Regions from separate parts of the Gossypium hirsutum genome. Here region 1 is linked to region 2. The links are chromatin contacts, called in public Hi-C maps. All regions are on one chromosome and are shown on one strand. The core of a region is the stretch at or near the end of the contact, and the rest is flanking DNA. Distances in the headings are between cores, read along the strand shown.

Region 1 (3,401 bases), core at 515-3,014, 150 kb before region 2:
CAGATCTTAGAGTATTGCAATTTTTTCTTGGTCTTGAGGTGAAGCAGGTTGAAGATGGCATCTTTGTGTTGCAAAAGAAATATACTGCTGATTTACTTAAAAAATTCAACATGCTAAGATGCAAAACTACAGCAACACCTATGAATTTGAATGAAAAGTTGAAAATTGATGATGGTACTGAAGCAATAGATGCAAGGAGCTTTAAAAGTCTAGTTGGTGGCTTGATTTACTTGAATAATACACGACCTGATATTTCTTTTGTTGTTGGAGTTATTTTCAGGTTCATGCATTGTCCATCAAGGCATCACTTTGGCGCTGCAAAACGAGTCTTACGTATATTGCCGAAACTATTGATTTTGGGCTGTGGTATGATAATATCTTAGAGTTCAAGCTGAGTGGTTATATAGATAGTGATTGGGCTGGATGTTTGAAAGATAGAAGAAACAAGTCAGGTTATGTCTTTGGTTTTGGATCAGATGTTATCTGTTGGAGTTCCAAAAAACAAGCAATGACAGCTCTATGTTCATCAGAAGCTGAATATACAGCTACAACTATATCAGCTTGTCAAGCCTTATGGTTAAGAAGAATCTTAGTTGATGTTAATATGAAGCAGAAGGAAGCAACTGTAATCTGCTGTGACAATCAAGCAGCGATTTCCATATCTAAAAATCCATCCTTTCATTGAAGAACAAAGCATATAAATATTCGGGTACAGTTCATTCGTGATCTTGTGTCTGATGGGTCAATTATTCTGAAATATTGCAACACAAATGAGCAAATGGTAGATATTCTAATGAAGTCTCTCCCTAGAGAAAAACATGTTTACTTCAGACTTCAGCTTGGTGTTTGCAACTTTGAATCAATGGGGAGTGTTGGAGAAAGATTCAAAGTCAATTTTTCTAAATTTAAATTTGGCTCTGCTGTGCTTAGTTTGTTATTTTCTTATTTCTTTGATTTTTTGTTATGTTCGTGCAATAGTGTTGTACATTTTTTATGTTAGTTAGTTATGGTGTAACGGCTATTTATATGCCTTCATTTATTTCATTTTGGGTGTGAATAATACAGCAACTTCAGGCATTCTAAGTTCAACTTTTATTTTTTCTTAAACTTTCCAGTTTAGTACTTTCCTTGCATACAAGTTGTTTGACAATATTCTTCTGTGATTATTTTTTTCCCTACACCATGATAGGTTCAACTTTTAGGGCTTCTAACATTTGATTTCACAAGTAGCAATTTTTGGATAAAGAGATACAACAATTCTCTTTATAACAATTATATTTGTTTGTCAAAATTTTAGATGTTATAGAGATGTGATTGTTGTACACTTATAACAACATTTGAAATTCAAATTATATTTTATTTTAAAAAATTAATTAAAAAAACTATAATATATTAATAATGTTAATTAGTGAGATTTAGACTATGTTTTTAATAAAATTTACAAATACAATTTCATTTATTAAAATTTATTTTTATTTTATAAAATATGATTAATAGTTTTTTTATATAAAATCTGAGTATTTTATTAGAATAATATTTTATTTTTACTTCACTTCGGAATAAAACTAATTTTACTAAAGTTGAGATAAAAGTCTATTATAAATGGTAAAAATAAAAAATAAAAAAATAATTTGATAACAAATCTGATTATTATCATAAAATGTGACTGTTATAAAGAATGGTGACTTTATATTTGTGACCACGTAGGGTAGCTTTCGTGTTGTGGGAGCTTAAAATAATTGATCAAAAAGTTTGCTCTGGGCTTTTGAGATTGATCCTCATTTAAAGGGCATGGCCCAAAATATTCTCACGTCTTCCTTAATTCTCTCTTCCACCTACCAAAAATTTTGGAGTTTAAAGTCCAGCCCACTACACCTTTGAGAAAATTTGGATCAAATCTCATATCCTAAATTTACAAAATTTAAAAAATATATTACCAAATAGGAATGATACAAAATATATAAGGAAATTATTTGATACAAGCAAAGTTAGAGAATTGATAAGTATCGTATAGATATAATAAAATACTAAAAAAGAAGAACACATATCAATTTTTTAAGGTTGTTTTTCTCTCTTGTTTTGTCCAGCAATGGTGCTATGCTTGGGCTGGCTATCGCCCACCTTTTTCTCTCTTTATCCTATCAACCCTCTCTTTTATTGTCCTCATTCACTCCACATGTCTTCTTTTTTTTTTCAGTTTGCAGATCTATTTTGTGGTTATATTCTTTGCTTGTTGCCACTGAACATCAGTTTCTCTTGAGAAGTGGGTTGGTCGTAGATATTCAAAAGGTGGCTCTTCGTCGACTTCTTAATATGTTTATGTTTTGAGAGTATTTTAAAATAATAAATGATTTCACGAGTCGATTTTGACTCGTGTTGTCTTAAGTATTACAATTTTTTTTCATTGTTTAATAAGTCTTCACTTTTGTAAGTTTTTGTCTTGTATTGTACAAGTTTTTTAGTCTTATTTATGCATATAGTCTTGCTTTTGCAAGTGATTTTAGAAATTTTTTCGTCGCAATCCTCTCTAACTTAGTGGATGATTGGTTCTTTTGCCTATTTTGCCTGTCGCTTTAGACCATCTAGGGTTAATTGAGTTATCTTGTTAAATGCTTGCAATCACTTTAGATATGTCGTGCTTGAATTGTCATAGAGTCAGTTGTTAATGTGTCATAATGTTTTACTAATGCTCAGGTTGAAACCTTTGTTATGATACTGAAATTTATCTTGTCTTTTTTTCTTTGAATTATATAATCCCATTGATAAAATAAATGAATTTTCCCTAATTAAAATCATTTTCATAAAGAATAGGTTAGGAATTATTCAAGCATTGAATTCTAAATTGTGTTACATTGAGGGCTCTTTTAAAAATGCACAACACACAACATATATTATATAAGTCATATGAAATGATAGACAACAGATATCACATTTAAATATAACTGATTTGTTTAAACATGAATAATATAATAAATGAGTTCAATTAGTTTTATATGCTGCATAATTATGTGATTTAATACGGGCAAACCAACTCACATTCTATACAACGTTAATACTTGTGTCATGAACGTATTAATCATTCATTTGGAAGGACATTGTCATTAATTTTGATAAAATTAAAATCAACAATAATAAAAAATTAATTATTATAGTAATGAAATTAGATATTATAACTATATATTTAAAATTAAAACTAAAATATGTTTTTAGATAAAAACGTAGTGACAGAGGTAAAATAAATTATTGTAACAATACAATATAACTATTAAAAACAATAGATTAATTATTATAAACTTAATTCACAATTTAACTCTTAAAATATATCATTTTTCCATTTTATTACCTAAATTTTTTTACTTAATTAAATACTTAAAGCATACAAATGTGGGACGTAATCTATT
Region 2 (3,154 bases), core at 292-2,791:
AGAGCTAAGCCCACATCTTTTTCAATTAGGTCCCCAGAGATATTGAATTGATCCAACTCCAATTCACTTCTGCTTCTGTCACCACCATCCTGTTTGTTGACCCAGATTTCTGGTATCACATCCCCCAAATTCTTGACTTCCTCTATTGCATAATCTGCTTCCTTTCCCTCACCACTCTTCCCAACCTTAGACCACAAAATAATATTAGATTCATTCATTTTAAATGGGTAGTTTTTTTTTATTTAAAAAATTGGAAATTACCAAACAAGTCCAGAGGCCCAAAGTCTTTCCAGCGGATATATTCTGAACATTGTCGTCTAGAAATAGCTGTACCAAAAAAAGAGAGCATCTAGATAATTTAATTGTAATAAAAAATAGGTGAAATTGAAAAAGAGAAAAAGGAATATTACGGTGCGTGGGGAATCAACACGTGCGACGTGAAGAGCAATTTTGATGGCATCCGTCGACGGCTTGAGAACGACACACTTCGATTCTGACAAATTAGGATTCAGTGTCTCGAAAGATATGATTTGCTCGAAACAGTCTTCTATTCCTAACCTTTTCATTACCTTAACCGCATGAACTCTGTCCGAATTCGTAAATATCTGTTTCACCAAATTTGAAAGCGCTTTAGATTACTGTTTCATATGTTGTTAATGATTTGTAACTTACAATTTTCCTTTGGGTGATGCTACGTAACAGAGAACGTAGCTGAGAGTCTGGCTTGATCACATCGTATGACAATCTCCCATGGACAAAACTAGCAACACATGAAAGGTAAAAACTTAATCTTGATCATCAAATGAATTCTAGATTAATACAGGAAATGGATGTTGGATAAGGTGTTTCTTACTCGTGGTAATCATCGGCATCGATGTCATACCCTAACGCCTGCTAAAACAAGTCAAACCAACTTCAAATTATTCCCATTTTTAAGGATTAAATCTGGAATCATTAAAGTTATGTTTAATTACTCGCAATCCGGCGAGGGTGCTGCCGTAAGTTTTGAAGAGTTCGACTCTGAGATTTGAAGCTTTCGTCACCGACATTCCACATTTCTCAATTAGAAAATCTACAGAAATGTCAAAAACGAAAATGAATTTCAATTGTTCAAATGTTTATTTATTATTATTATCTTTTCCATGTTGGTGCAAATAAGTATAAAGAATTGGAAAACTTTATGAAATGGCAGTGACTAACCATCGATGTTTTTCTTGATACCCTGAGCTATTCCAGTGCTTGAAGGGTAAAGGGTATCATCCAAATCTTTAAGAACAGAAGCGAAATCCAGGGCCCAAAAATCAGAAACAAAAAAGATAGAAAACGAAGAGGAAAAAACCCAGTAAATTAAGAAAGAAACTTACCAAACAAAAGGCAATTGAAAGGAGAATCCATATATTCAAACTTTTGAAAGGAAGAAGATTAAAAAGCAGAAAGTCAAAGGGATGGGGCTCCCAAGGAAGGAGCTTATAGAGAAAAGGAAAAGCTGTGAAATTAATAAATTATTGGTAATAATATAAATGAATAGTAAGATAAGAAGCAACTAGAAGTTGCTGAGTTGGAGCACAAATCTTGTTTAAGTTAGGGATATTATTTTTTTTGTCTACATAAGTATTTCAACTTGAAAGTTTAATGATGTGAAATTTTAATATTATATTATATTATTATTTAAAAATTTAAAAATTATATAAATTTTCAAGTGATAGTATACTATAATATTATAGTTTCACTTCAGTATTTTTATAACTCGATTGGTGGTTGAATATATTAGACTACCAATTCTCGATTCAATCAATTCGATTGGTTCAATTTTTGAATAAAAAATAATTAAATAAAAAATTAAACTTTTATAAAAATCTAAAAAGCAAAAAATTAAATTAGTTCACCTTATTTAATTATCGATTTTTGTATCGACAATTTTCTAGTCAATTGGTTCAACCCTTTTGTTCGAACCATTATATCGATTAGTTCTTAGTTCATATGATTTGGTCATATTCCAATAACAATGATCACATCATTAAATCTTAACAAAATAAGTTTATGGACCAAAATGATCTAGTTGCGAAGTTCAAGGACCAAAGTGGACTAAAAAAGTACAAGTACCAAAAAAAGACTTAGTTGCCAAGTTTAGGAGTCAAAAGTTATATTATTATTATACGTTCTCCACATGTCCCTCCATGTATCATCAACAAGCAAACCACAAGTTAACGTGTCTACACTGAGCAAACTTTTAATTGGGTGAGCTTGGTGAATTTTAAACCACAGTAAACCAATAAACCTTCATGATGACTACCTTCGCTAAACGCACCAAGAATTTCAAGCCTATTAATTACCTAGTTGTCCTCAAAAGTCATATATTAAAATGTCACATTGCCTGTCATTAAAAGGAACAATGTATAATTCCACTGTTAGTAAAATTCAAGACACGTGAACTCTTTTATCCCCTATATATAAGCTTACCACAACACTTGAAAAGAAAAATAATACTAACAACATATAAAATGCTCAACATATAAATAAAATTTAATCTAATAAAAATTTACCCAAACCTTGAACTAGTTATCATACATAATCCGCAAATAAATCTAGTTTGTGTATTTATTAGTTAGAACTAATTTTTTTTACCTTTTCAAAAAAAAAAAGTTAAGCGTCTAGTTTTTTTCCCCCCTCAATTGGGTATTTTAACCGTCAAAATGTATCATTAAAGTCCTTTAACTGTTAACTTTAATAATTGTTCGTTAAAGTTAGCAGCTCCTAAATTTTTTCAATTAAAGCCACCACGACGTGACATGTGATAAAAAAATGATAAAAATAAAAATTATACAAATTATTAAATTTTAATAAAAATATTAAAAATTATAAAAATCATAAAAAAATTATAAAATATATGGAAATATAGAAAAAAATTATAAAATTTTATAAAGTTGTAAGAAAATTATAAAAAATGTAAAGCAATATAAAGTTCATAAAAAATATAAAAATTATCGTACCAAAAGAAGCATTTTATAATTTTTCTATAATTTTTATTGATTTTTTTGTCGTTTTTCGCCACATGTCATGTTGTGTTGTGACACGTGATAACTTTAACTGGAAAAAACTGGGGTCGTTAACTTTAATGGTCATCGGTTAAAGTTAATGGTTAAATGATCTTTTT

What was found. Hi-C and Micro-C count contacts between places; a contact is called where the count stands out from the background.
Region 1: a contact with region 2 is called in a Hi-C map of leaf, with 2.5 times the contacts expected there. The contact joins the enhancer-like site here to the promoter of LOC107953061 in region 2. A contact is called at or near these places in 11 of 34 Hi-C or Micro-C datasets (callus, hypocotyl, leaf and 2 more).

Annotation. Positions count from the first base shown.
Region 1 is chrA07:27,004,619-27,008,019 of Gossypium_hirsutum_v2.1, reverse strand. No RefSeq gene overlaps it. Among protein-coding and RNA genes, the nearest start is that of LOC107953044, 26 kb to the left of the region's middle. Within about 2 kb of position 1,764, at least 1 of the 9 cell types and tissues checked has an H3K27ac peak or open chromatin away from gene starts, as enhancers often do. A contact at or near this core is called in leaf, where this site is marked.
Region 2 is chrA07:26,854,493-26,857,646 of Gossypium_hirsutum_v2.1, reverse strand. It overlaps LOC107953061, which reads right to left and starts at 1,541. Exons shown (of 8, transcript XM_016888289.2): 1 at 1,365-1,541; 2 at 1,201-1,266; 3 at 975-1,072; 4 at 854-891; 5 at 673-760; 6 at 411-605; 7 at 262-327; 8 at 1-185. The coding sequence starts at 1,395.